Regions from separate parts of the Mus musculus genome. Here region 1 is linked to region 2. A link is a contact called in public promoter capture Hi-C data. All regions are on one chromosome and are shown on one strand. Each heading gives the region's core, a stretch centred on a gene start, on an enhancer-like site or on the middle of the called end of the contact. The rest is flanking DNA. Distances are from core to core; before and after follow the strand shown.

Region 1 (6,591 bases), core at 2,174-4,673, 450 kb before region 2:
CCTTCAGGAGTCAGCAGAGCCCCGCCAGGATCTTGATATTGTGAATCCCATCCTTTAGACCAATAAAGAAATCTCTGTCCTCTACAAATTACATAGTCTCAGTTATTATGCCATAGCAGCATAAGGCAGACTATAACAATGTATGGCCACTAAAAGAGTTCTGTCTTACAGTACCTGCTCTAAGGGGGAAAGACAGAAATATCTAAAGAGACGGAAATGCATGTATAATCTTTTGAATTTCTGTTTCACAGTGAACTTTAAATTAGATAACCTTCCCTGTTATCCAATGAGCTGGTACAGAAATAACCTTGTGAATGAGTTGAGAAATATGTAACAAAACTGAACTTTGAGTTGTGAGACAGTGAGCTATGAGTCATCTAATGACCCTTACATACATGGCTGGGACCAGTGGCAGGTGACAGTTGCAATTGGCACTATCTTCACAGGAAGCCAATTAGTTCTTTTGTCTATTTAGAGCCCAAATGCCCAGAATGCGCTATTGAGGGGATTCAGAAAGTGAAGAGCATTGATTATTTCATTCAACTTTAGTATTCATAATATAAAACAAAGGTCAAGAGACAGGTTGTGACTTGAGTAAGATCCCATAGGAAGCCAACAGCAGAGCCAGGCTCTAAATTGAGGCCCTTGGGGACTCAAAAGTGATACTTTTCAGGCTGTGCATACAATCTCCCAAACGTGTGACATCATATACTAGTATCTCTGTACTAGCAGGTGAAATTTCCTGAGCATATGCAATTTCAATCTATGATGAAAACATTTCTTTGTTAAAAAAAAAAAAAGCCTGGTACATTGCTTAGCTGCTTAGTTTACAAGAACAAGTTAAACTCTTTGCCGTCCAAGCGAGAGGCAAACCTGAGTGAAGAACATAGGTTCCAGGCCCTGTGTGGTCACATCCAGTGTGGACGCACTGTTTTAAACAATGTTGTTAAATAGAATACTCACTCCATGGGAGGGTTCCCATTTTGCATTTTCTCTTAAATGAATATAAAGTAGGAGGAGTAATTTTGATCTAGAAACATATGACCTGTGACCTTAGGCAAGCTACTTCCCTTAATGGAGCCTTATATAATATAGGAATATCATCCTTAGTCTGAGATATCAGAAGGTAGTATGAAAAAGGGTCTCCTCCCCTCTGAATTTCTATATGATATACACATAGACATATACATCTATATATATATATAGTATAAAATATGAATTCTTCTAAGATATATATGGAAATAGAACATATACACAAAACAGTAAAATTTATGTATGTCTCAATGCTGTAAGAAATTACTAGACAGAAACCACTGAATAAGATGCAGGTAGGATGTGAGTAGATGGATTCTGAGGTAAGTACCTTTAAGCACTAGCAATGCCATTTATAATCTCAGTGCAGTGGGTGGATGAATATCAGGCATAGCTCACACAAGCTGATCACCTCAGAACTCAAAGATCCATGGGGATGGAGTCAGCACCTCCGTCCTTTCTCCTCATGCGTCTCTGTAAAATCCTCTCTGCTGAACTGCCATCTGCATCTGATTCCATCTCCAGCACTTGCTTAGCAACACTGAGCTCTCCAAGTGCTGAAGTGACGTCTAGGGAACAGTTATTAATATCCGTATGTATGCACACAGTATGTGAAAATATGCAGGATTCAAAGCGATTAGTGTATTACTTGGAGGTAATGCTTCCCACGGGGACTGAGCTCCTGGAGAAAGCTCCCCCTGCTGTGACTGCCTGCCATACCCACTATCACTCACCGGAACATTTGGGATAAAAATGGTGTCAATTTTAAGGAAACACACTTCTCGATTTCTTTGTTAACATTTGAATAAAACATGAGAAGGCTTCTACTTTCCTCTTCCCCTCCTTCATTCAGAGAAAAAGTCCCTTCACAACCTTACTTTGTGTGTGAGAGGAAATGGTTGTCCTTGGCTACCTTCAGACTGGCAGAACTGCTCAGTTACAAATATTAAAGCCTAAAATCTATTCTAATGAACTCTGGTGAGACTCATATCTTCTAAGCTGCAGACAAATGCTTGGTAAAAGAAAACACGAAGAAACTGTCAGAGTTGATCAGCCTGAAAGAACATTAGAGACATCTGCAGAAGAAAGCATACAATTCTATAGGAGGGGCATGGCTGGGCCAGAAGGAACACTTTCTGGACCACGTGAGACTCTGGGAAAAGGAAAATTTCCTAGGAGTCACAGATGGAGGCTGGTCACATCCTCTCTGCTGTGTGTTCTGTTGCTGTGGTCACCATATGACCAAGAGGCATTTGGGGAGGAGAGGTCTTATCTCACCTTAGAGTTTACAGTGTATCATCAAAGGAAGCCAAGGCAAAAACTCAATACAGGAACTTAATGAAGAGGCTGACTTCAGGCCCATCCTCAGGTACCTTCCTGCAATACCTTCTGTCATCTCAACACAAACTTAGACATGCATTTCTGAGAAGAGGAAATCTCGGTTGAGGGACCCATCTCCATCAGATTTGCCTGTGTGCATATCTATGAGGCATTTTCTTGATTAATGGCTGATGCTAGAGGACCCAGCACACCATGGGCAGTGCCATCCTTGGGCAGGTGGGTCTGGTGTGTATAAGAAAAGGAACTGAGCAAGCTAGTGAAGAGCGTTCCTACATGTTGTTTCTGTTGCAAGTTCCTTTCCTGGCAAGCCAGTAAGCAGCATTCTTCTCTGGTTTTGCTTTAAGCTGTCTGGACTTTGTGTGCTGTGACTAAAAGCATGCACTCCTATGCCTTGCCAGCTACCTTTCTTATACAGCTGAGGCACACTCTTCTTACAGATGGTACATCCTGCAGCCTCCCCCAAAGGAATCGGGAGGTTTTCCTAAGGACTCCTTCAGAGTTTAGTTTTCCAACCCAAGATACATTTTGTAAGATAAGTACATAAACTGAATCAAGGCTGAATCAGGTGTGGAGAAAATCACTTAGTGGACATTTCTGCATAGCCTTTCAAAACATTATGAAAGTGGGAGTGGGTGGGTTGGGGAGCAGGTGGGGGGAGGGTATAGGGGACTCTCGGGATAGCATTTGAAATGTAAATGAAGAAAATATCTAATAAAAAAACAAACTTGGAAATGGCCATATTCTCCTGCTGTCTGTGGAGCATTTCTGAGCAATCACTCTTGTACTGAAGTTGTTCCTTATTTAGGCTATCATATTCAGTAAACACTGCTAATTTTATAAGATGACTAATACCCATGTGCCTAATAACGAGAGAGACAAGTCAAAGGTCCTCCCTTACTGAGCTTATATGAAGCTCAGAAACCACGTAAAGCCATAAAACTAAACAGAAACTAGTAATATTTTCTTGTATCGCTATGTGATCCTATTTGAAGTCCATCTTAAGCAAGAGATACACAGAGGGAGTACAAAGTCAAAGGTCTTTAGTGGCTGTTTGGACCATCAACACAGCTTGGCTCCACCAACATACTACTGAGTTCAAAGTGGAGACAGTTACAACAAATACAGCTTGCTTTATTTCTGAAACAAACTGTGCACATATTTGCGGCCACCCCACTAATTAACCTGGAGATTGCTCCTTTCATCTCCTCCGTGGTTTTCTCCCCCTAGTTACCACATGTTGGGGTTATTTTTTGCCATCTGGGATATATTCAAACTGTTCTCTTATAGGCACCAGAGAGAGGATGGTACAAGTGATTAAGAGACTGAGGAGTCTGACTTTGTAGAAAGATTAAAAGAGCTATATATGTAACACACCGGGGCTGGAGGATGACTAAGGGGTGCCATGATGATGGCTATAAATATCCGCAAGGTGTAAACACTAAGGAATAATTTAGCTTGTGGCAGGTGGTTCAACTAGGAGGGATGGTGCCTCAGAGAAGAGAGATATTTATTAAAGAGTAACTTAGGCACTTCAGAGGTTCCCCATGGGATTTGCTGGAGGGAAACATGAAGAGCAACTTCAAGAACAAGGCAGTGGGAATCGGAGACATGGGCTGGCCAAACTCTTGCTTTTGTAAATCAGTACCTGATCAAGGAAGATGGAGAGGTCTTCCAGCAGTGCTCTGAGGATGGATCCTGAGGACTAGGTGGTCCTACTGTCCACTAAAGCAATAAGGAGAGGGGGCATGAAGGGCAGTGATGAGCCCCTTCGTCTGTCTTGTCTATACCACCACTATCCTTAGGATAGCTTCTGAGGAACTTGCCAACTCCAAAAGATTGTAGAAGAGATTTGCTGAGCTAAAAATCTTGGAACAATATATTAGAGGGTTCTTTTTTTTTAAATTCATGCTTATTCAAAAGATTCTAAACCATTTAGAATAGGTACTAAAGTTATACTTGAATGAACTATTTATTGACCTACTTATGTGGCAGCCTAGCAGAGACAGCAGTAACCTTCATGCATGGCTTGGTAAAAGGCTTTCTCCCTTTTACACATACATGGAATTTCCCAGCTAGCTTTCAAAGCCTGAATCCATTGGCTCCCTGCTACCTTATCAGGATCCTGTGCCCAGCCTCTAAGCCTGCTTTTAGAGGGAATTTCATTCTTATCTGAATCTTGTGGTTTGTCATGTGGCTCCTGAAAGATGTTCCATGTGTTTCATATTGCTTCCCTCTGAGACACTGCTTTCCACATACAACTTTGAACACTGGATTGGTAAAAATTCACAGAGTAATAGAGGAATTCTCATTAAATTTCTAGTAAAATTGAAAATGTTTTAATAGAACAGTTCTTGGGCAAATGGCAACGAATCTTAACATGTAGCTGGAACAGGTAACACAGAATGTGAATATCCACATAAACAAGTGTCAAGTGATTACTGCACAGAGCAGGCATTGGAACTCACCGAGAAGAGAAAGATGAATGGGACCTGGCCTTTGCCTTCTCTAGAGCTCATGGGCACACAGTTGTTACATAACATATAGATCCAATCAGGGCAGATTTAGAAGGGAAAGTGTGGACTCAGGCTTTGAAAACCAAGTGGGGAATTCTGTATTAGGGGAAAGATGGAAGACACACAGTCATGGAGCAAGTGAGAACACTGGCAGTCTGGACCTACTGACCTGTGAGGAGGGAGGAACTAGGCTGCAGCCCTGGGCCCAAGGCAGGGCAAGGAGGGTTTCTACAGAAGACCAACCAATAAAACACTGCCATGTAACAAAGTGGATATATGTCTTAGGCCTTAAACATACATGCCTATATGCATGTTATAATAACACCTCTAGATAAAAGTGGAGGAAGGGCACAGAGGAGCAAAGAGGGTGATAAAAGAGCTCATAAGCCACTGCCTTATCTTTAATCTGCAGGCAAAGACAGAGAAGCTCTGAAAAGTTAAATCTCATCAACTATCACACAACAAATATTGGTATTCTGTCTAAACTACACCCCAACAGTTACCTGGCAAGAGCGAGGTAGTCTGGTTCACTATAAGAGGGGCTGCTTGTCCAATCCTCTTACTCTTGCCTTTCTCCCTTGCCTCTTTCCCCTGCCCCCGTTCCCCCTCTCTCCCCATTCCCTTCCCCCCTCTCTCCATGTAGTCATGGTTGGCCTCTACTTCTCTACTTTCTCCTTTTCTCTGCCTCTACTACCCTCTTAACTCTCTATTGAGTTGCCCTGAATAAACTCTTTTCTACACTATACAGTCCTGTGGCTGGTCTCTCAGGGGTGTGGCTGGTCTCTCAGGGGTGTGGCTGGTCTCTCAGGGGGAAGGGGATGCCTTGGTATGGGCCGGCTAAGGCACCCCCTTCACCCACACCCCACCACACCCCCTTAGAACATATATTAACACCGCTTTATCTTTTTATGATCACAACAACAAATACAAGCAGAGCCAACACTTGCTCATTTGTTACTCAGTGCTAAAATCCATGCTGTCTATTATGCCTGGCTATAAAGTATGGTACCAGCAGTTGGCAGCATGGTTGGGGAAGAGGGGATGATTCCAAAAGTGTTTCAAAATACACAGAATAAAGGAACAGACTAAATGGGCAAAGAGGAAAGAGTGGAGGACAGCTTTCACATTCCCATTGTGGACATAGTTTGTGGGGGACTGTAGAGGTTAATTTAATAAGGGCCCTCACATGTACATTTGTTTATGTGCCTTTACATGAGAGTACATGGTTTTAAATGTGGTGTGTGTGTGTGTGTGTGTGTGTGTGTGTGTGTGTGTGTGTGTGTGTATGTAGAGGTAGAGGTAAGTAGGTAGGTAGGTAGCTACACTTTTGAATATTCATGACCTGTGTAGCTTTGTTGTGCATGGTAGTAGTTCAGTAGTTGTAAGTAAAACATAAAAACTCACCATGAAGAACAATATTGGAGAGAAGAAGCAAGTTTTACATCATCCAGTCCCCAGCAGTATGCAAATACTACCCCAATCGTTAGCAAATGTTAAGGAGAGAAGAGTCACATGCACACACATACTAAACCAAAGACTGGCCTGACCAGATTCAAATAGAAACCTGGTTATCAAAGCTTCTTACATACCCACATGAGGCTACTGCAAGATGGGGATCTGGTTACTTGCCTAATAGATGCACTTATATCTTGTGACTAGATCTCTGTCAGTCTCTTTCAGAAGGAAAGATTTACAGGCACTGAGA
Region 2 (7,264 bases), core at 576-3,075:
ACGAAAATTTTACTTCCGTGTAAGTGGATTATAGGTCATGACCTCAGAACCCTAGAAAGACAGAGATGGGGCTACAGAACACGAGTTAGCCCTAGTACGCAGCAATGTCACCTATATATAATGTCCATGGCAGTGTTTTCACTTCAATACAAGTCACAGACAGAGCACACAAGACTTAGACATTGTTGCAAACTATATACAGGTGCACATGCAATCCATTACAACCCTTTGAGGTTGCTAAGGTGAAATCGTTGCTGAGAAATTCAAAGGTAAACTAGAGGGTGAAAGGCAAGGCAAGGCCCAGGGCTCTGTGAAGACAGGATGAGGGCTGACTCAGCAATCTCATTTATGCAGATGACATAAGCTAACAGGGGAAAGAAACAGGTCAAACACAGCCTACGCTAACAGCAAAGGACAAGGAAAGGGAAATACACGTGTGAACTGGCTATAAATAAGCAATCCTTATCTGTAACAGAACAAACTCAAGAGGCATATTTTATACTACTCTCAGGAAATAAAGAGAGGAACACATTTTTCCCAGAAATGACAGTAAACAGGAGAAAGTTAAAACTGGGTGCCATTGGTTGATTATTGGGAATGAGATTGTGTTGGGAAGAAATAACACAGGAGGTCTTTTTATCTTACCATATATACTGCTGGATTGTGTTTTTATTTTAATGATGGACATTAAAGACAAAGACAACCTGGGCAGTGGTGGTGCCATGCCTCTAATGCCAGCACTTGAGAGGCAGAAGCAGGTAGATCTCTGTGAGTTTGTGGTCAGCCTGGTTTACATAGTGAGTTTCTGGTCAGCCAGAGCTATGTAGAGAGATCCCATCTCAAAAATACATAAAATGAAAAAGAAGAGATAGAGACAGAGACTAAAAGTATCTCAAGGTAAAAAGCAATTGCTTGGTTTGGCAAGAAGGCTCCAGGGGTGAAGGTACTGACACCGAGCCTGATGGCCTGTATTGGAATCTCAAACACACACCAAAGGAGAACTGACCCCCAAAATTGTCCTCTGACCTCCATATGCACAACACACACACACACACACACACACACACACTCACACACAAAATAATGTTTTAAAATAGTTGCTGTCTAGATATGTTTAATATTTATGTTAAATATATTTAATAATAATTATGTTTTTAAATGTCATGGCTGATAGTTCAGTTAAAAAAAAAAAGAAAGAAAGACAGGAGGTTTTCTGGGAAAATGGTAACAAAATGATGTCACTGTCATCGTTTGAGTCACTTACTGACAGTGGGTTCCATGTATAAGTACTTGGCCTTCATTTAAAACTTTCCCCTTCCTCTCTGCTCCCCAAATTTGTCATCTTCCTGTACAGTTTTAAACACTCTTTTGCCCTTCAACACTCTTGGCTGCCTTCAAAACACAAAGGTGTCCCGAATGAAAACTTTAAAATGTAAAGAATCCCTGAGGAAAGCCGAGATTCAACAACCAGCACAGACTGCAGAGCTGTGGCCCAGAAGCACACAAGGCCCTGAGGTTGGAGCTATATTTAGCAACTTCAGGGCAGACAACAAGGACTCCTGTTCCCTGGAAAGGATGTAATTAAAGGAGGCAGATTTAGGCCTGAGGTGGCAAGTCTCAAGGATCTGCAGCTCCAGGCTGTCACTGCCTGCCCCTGAATGAGGAAACGGTACCCACAGGCCTGACTTCCACTCCTGAACCATCCTTGCTTCTCCCAGGTTTCTGAAGCCACGGGAATGAATACCAGCCATCAGCTCACCCTCCTGTTTCTGTAATCCTTTCAGCGCCTTTGGAAAGGACCTGCCTGCGCGCACAGTGTTCTGCTCAGTGCTACAGGGCAGAGAGCAATGTGTTACACCTGAACTCTGACCTCCAGCAGCTTACAGGTGAGATGGCACCAAGGAAAAAGTTGTCAACCCGTGGTGGGACGGGAGACAGCTATCGCCGGCCTCGTGGAGTGCCTGAGAGACCCCAGTAATCATTCAGAGGTTTGACCTGAGCCAAGAGTAATGACTTAAACCTACATGGAAAAAACTGACAAAGGAGAAGTACAAGTTATCTGAGTGAGACACAAAGCCAGCAACATTCGGAGTAACAAGAAAACAAGGAGAATTACCCACATGGGTAGACTGAAAGCAGAGAAGAGAAATGTCTGTGTCCCTGATTCACACCTCAGCCTTCTCATTCAGGTCTGACTACATATGCCACCGCTCTGTTCCACATGGATTCTTTACACATATGTGGTGCCTCGTCATGTGTATGCAGATGTAGAGTATACATGTGTGTGTGTGCAGACCAGACCAGAGCATGGTACAGGACCACCTCAGGTGCCTTTCCTAACTGGCACCCACGTCTGAGACAAGGCCTCTCACCAAGTAGAACACACTGGCTGTGACATGCCCCAGGGAGACACATGTCCTTGCCTCGCTAATGCTGACCTTACCAGAGGGCAAGGCCATATGAGCTTTGTGTCTGTGAAAGCTCTGGGGACAGAAGCCACACTGCCATGCTTGCACAGCACACATTCTACCATCTGAGCTAGGTCAGAGGCCTCAACAGGATTTGTGATCCATGTTTTCCCCAGCACTGTGGGCCGTGTCCTAGAGGGTACTCTGTATAGACATCATTTTATAGTTCAGAGGATAGAATCATTTTTCTCAAGGTCAAGACTATGAGATACTGACGAATTCCAAGGCAGTCCTTTCTGACTCAAACATCCAAGTCTTTTTCCCCTCTGCTATTAAGGCAGTAAGAAGGAAGGCATCATTCAAGACGAGTGAAAAAGCAAGGTGATGGCCCTGGGCAAGCCCTTCTCAAAGCTCAGAGCATCATTCTTACAGACTTCCTTTGTAGCAATTCACAAAATCTACACCATGTGTACCTGGGGACACCCAGCAGTTGGACAGCCACCACTCCATCTTAAAGCAGATCTGGATGTCTCCACCTTCCCTACATGGCCCCCCCTTTGGCCAGCCCTGCCCAAGCTCTCCTTCACGCTAATTCTTTCTCGTCCTTGCACAAAGCCCTCACTGCTCTACCATAGGAAGCGCATGGCACACATCTGAATTACAAAGGGGTAAGCCTGTTTTTTCTTTCACCAACAGCAAGGATGGTTGAACAGAGCCACATTAACTGAGAAGCTGAAAACTCACTCGGCAAAGCTCTTCCCACAGGCACACTAAGTACACTGAATCAGTGACATCATCCTACAACCTCAACTAGTGCCACACAACCTTCAAAGCCAATCCTGAGCAATGTTAAAAAATAATAATTACAATCAACTCTCCCCTAATTGAACACACACAAATACATCACACACAGATATACATACACACATAGATACACACACAAATATACATGCACTCATGCACCCACTCACATATGCATACCTACACACACATACATATACATGTATACACACTAACACATGCATATACACACACATACACAAATATACACACACATAATCACACACATACATATATACATACACACACACACACAATTTTCCTAATACTCTCTGGCACTGGATAGTTTATTATCTTTCACTGGGAGAATGTTCACAATGCCTTCCTGAACAGGGAGTGTTCACATGCTAAAGCTCTGATTTCTGGAACACTGGGAACCTATCACGACATCACAGGTACCCAGAAACCATTAACAGCACAGCTCTGAGGGTCATCTAAACAAATACATGTATGCTTCACCCATGTTCAGCCTATACATTTCTAGCTCATATTGCTCCACGAATGGACCGTCATATAAAAGAACACACGCTAAAACCCACGCTCTACCCCAGTTCTCACCATGGTTAAGCTTGAATCCCTCTAACGAACAGCATCTTTACTACTTCACACAATATACTGCATTTTCTGACATCTCTTATCACATCATTATACCCTGAGTTCACTCTATCTCCACAGGCTTTCTGGTTAAATCCCTAGGAGTGGCAGCTAAGAAGCAAAGTGTGCAGCTGGAGAAGCAGAGTATCATGACTTTGAAATCAAGCAGAACTGAGTTCACCTCCCAGCTGACCACTGAGGAAGCTACTAGCCACCCCATCCCCTCCCTCATGGCTATTACAGGATTAAGGGAAATGATGCAGGCAGACTGCCTGGCAGAGTGAGCACTCAATAAATGGCAGCTATCATGGTAATTAGTTCTATTCCTGTTTCCCATTCCGGCCTGCCACGCAATCAAAGTGCTAATCACACCCTTGGCCTCTGTGAAGTCTGCAAGCCCTTCCATGGGATGTCTCATGGAAAGCCTCAGCCAACATCCCCTTTCTCTTGCTACTGCCTAGACATGACAGACCAGAAACAAAAGGTTGTCTGGGAATCACACTAAAATCTCTGTCATGGAAGCAAGCAGAGCCACAGAGAAAGAGCAGGGAGAACATGGCTTCCTCGTCCCTGCCATTCAGGGTGCTGTTTGCCACTGCACAAAGGCCAAGGAGGACTTGGGCAGTACAGCAGGTATCTGGGTCAGCTGCCTGAGTCAGCACTGCTCAAGCCTCTATAGCCATGACTACCAGGTTACCATGACTACCAGGTTACCTGCAGCATTTCCATACATCAGGTTTGGAAAAGGCAAGGCAAGTGCTCTTCTTCCTAACCAAGGCGGCAGGTTGGCAAGTAGTTCTGGTGTTCTGAACTACACTGCAGACAATGGCACATGATCTAGTTCTAGCTTTGCTGTTAAAATCCTTATGACCTTGGGATGTAATGGCCTCTTCAGACCTCACTTTGAGACTGACAGTCCTTTAGCCAGCTCAGCAGAAATGCCAAGGCACACTTTTCAATGGCCAGACCTGTTTCTCAGAGATTCCGAATTAAGACCAGGGTTGGAACGGATTGGGATACTTAAGAACTGCAAGCCTTACAGATCCCTACATCCTCTCAAATTAAGGGACAGCTTCCAGCACCATCACACCACCACCATCACCCTGAAAAAAATACCGATATTCATCACCTGTGAAACCGACTGGGGGGGTGGGGGCTTCCCAACAGATTCCTGGATTGGTGAATACAGTGATCCACTCACAGGAGGTCGAGCCTTGGAAAGAATGGGGTAGGGATATTTGCAAATAAGTAAATGCCCAACAGAACGGAGATGAGCCCCAGAGTGCTACTTTGCAAGTGTGTGCCTAAGAAGCACCTACGGCATGATTAGACATGGTTAAGTTGCAGATGCTGGTATGGGGCTGCATTGCCCACAGGTCCAAGACAATGCTAGGCCACTTTTTTGCTATTCCCAAGAATCAGATCTTGACAGCACAATACTGAACACAAGCATTTGGCAGAGGTAAACCTGAAGCCAAAGACATCCTTCACACAGACTTGTTAGGCATCAACTAAGTTTCACTCAGGACATGTGCTGGCTGGAAAACCAGAGATGACAGAAACGTGATAACTCAGTGAACTCAGTCAAAGGTGTTTGAAGGTCTGCTTCAGAGGTCAAGATCCTGTGGCCACCCCAGGAGGGAGCTATTCATTATATTTGGCCAGCATGAAACAAAACCAAGAGGAGCCATGAGGACGATGACGTAGTTAAATTGCAAAAGAGAGCAATTACAAAACAGTAAGTACAGAATGGACCTGAGGCAAGAGAGAAAGACAAGAGGAGTCCATCACCCAGAAGTCTGTTGAAACCTCTAACCAGTTAAAAGTCAGGAATTCCAGCACAATCAACAAAGTCTCCTGCGGTGGGTGTCAGTGTAGAAACGGTCTTCCTTCCTGCAGAGCTATCTCCAAGAATCTAAAATAGCAGGCATAAGGCCTAAGCGTTTATGGCCAAGTTTGGGCTTACTCTTCTCACAGCCTTTTTCCACTGTGTATCTTCTAGGAGCCAAGTGTGACTATAAACTCCATTTTCAGGAAAAGACAAGCCTTAATGCCCTTGTGCAACCCCTGTAACCCTTGGTTTCAGGCTGGAATCCTACCCACGGCTCCTCAGGAAACACTGCGATCTCATTTATCCGAGGGGGCAAGAAAAGAGGAAGAGAAGAAGAAATGATGTTAAAGGATAGAAAAGGGGTCTCGTAGAAACCATCCATTATAGTACAGCTGTTCCCAAGATGCTTAAATGGCTGTCTTGAGAAGCCCACACTTACACTTGAGTGTGTGTTAACACCCATAGTTGAATCTATGTTTAAAAATACCTTAATGAAATCCAACTTTGCCTCACAGTGACTCATCCTGAAATTCTTTTGTAGTGCACAGTCAAGCAAAACTCCTGACTTCACCTGAGTGGAGTTCTCTATAAAGAACCCCTCAAGACGCTCCAGGAGGGAGAGGAGTCCCCAGCCCAACTCACAGCACGGCTAACTGCCTCGTGTTTAAGAACAAGGTTCACAAACGGTATTTATAGATCTATTCCCCAAGAACAGGACATTTTTTAAAGAACTGAAAAGAAAGATGAAGATGAAGAGGAGAAGCCAGGCATGGTGGTGCGTGCCCACTTCATCCCAGAACTAAGAACTGGGGAGGCAGAGGCAGGCAGATCTAGGAGAGTCTGAGGCCAGCCTGGTCTACATAGCACGTGCCAGGGCAGCCAGGGCTACATAAATATATCAGGCTGAGAGAGAGGGGCGGGAGAGGGGGTAGACAGAAAGCAAATATTACCCCTCAGAGTCTAATATATTTTTCTATCCAGCCATTTATAGACAGTTCCTTAGGACTCCTTGGGTAGAAAGAGAGGAGATACACAGATTCAATTAATATCAAATTTCATATTAGTGACTACAAGTAGACACAGGTGGTTTTTATTTCCCTCCTGTACATTCCCAGATGTTTCAGGCTTTGCTCTGTGACCACAAATTTCTCTTGAAATTAAGGGTCGAAACAGCTCTTGACCTACACGTGATAAAGTGCACCTCCTAATAATCTAGCTTAAAAAATTCAGACCACTGATGATAACTCAACCCAGGGATTTATCACAGTGTTGTTTAGTGGTAGAAAGCAAATCACCATGTTCTCTTATGACGGCAAATCTGCAGTTATCATTATCATATATGTCACATATATCCATGTCATAAGAAGGTATTCATGTACTACTGAGACATAAAACCATGCATTCAGTAAGACTGAAATCAGTATAACACAGATGTGCAAAATATAATAAAAACGACTCATAAAACTGTTAAAAACATAAACAATGTTTTTAAAACATGAATTTATGAGTGATTTCCATTTTCTTTTTTTTTTTTTAATTTTTCTATTAAGAGCATGTGGTACACTTTTATTACAGGATAATAAACCCCATA

What was found. Promoter capture Hi-C pulls out the DNA fragments that hold promoters and counts their contacts.
Region 1: a promoter capture Hi-C map of liver shows a contact between it and region 2, with 2.4 times the contacts expected there. The contact joins two enhancer-like sites. A contact is called at or near these places in 2 of 39 promoter capture datasets (both in liver) and 5 of 115 datasets of contacts at active chromatin or transcription factors (bone marrow-derived macrophages, cardiomyocytes, embryonic stem cells and 2 more).

Annotation. Positions count from the first base shown.
Region 1 is chr16:24,875,948-24,882,538 of GRCm38.p6, reverse strand. The region is part of intron 9 of Lpp (LIM domain containing preferred translocation partner in lipoma); the gene reads right to left. Among named protein-coding and RNA genes, the nearest start is that of Gm22672, 4.9 kb to the left of the region's middle. Within about 2 kb of position 3,423, at least 35 of the 459 cell types and tissues checked have an H3K27ac peak or open chromatin away from gene starts, as enhancers often do. A contact at or near this core is called in liver, where this site is marked.
Region 2 is chr16:24,419,117-24,426,380 of GRCm38.p6, reverse strand. The region is part of intron 1 of Lpp (LIM domain containing preferred translocation partner in lipoma); the gene reads right to left. Among named protein-coding and RNA genes, the nearest start is that of Gm24440, 16 kb to the right of the region's middle. Within about 2 kb of position 1,825, at least 43 of the 459 cell types and tissues checked have an H3K27ac peak or open chromatin away from gene starts, as enhancers often do. A contact at or near this core is called in liver, where this site is marked.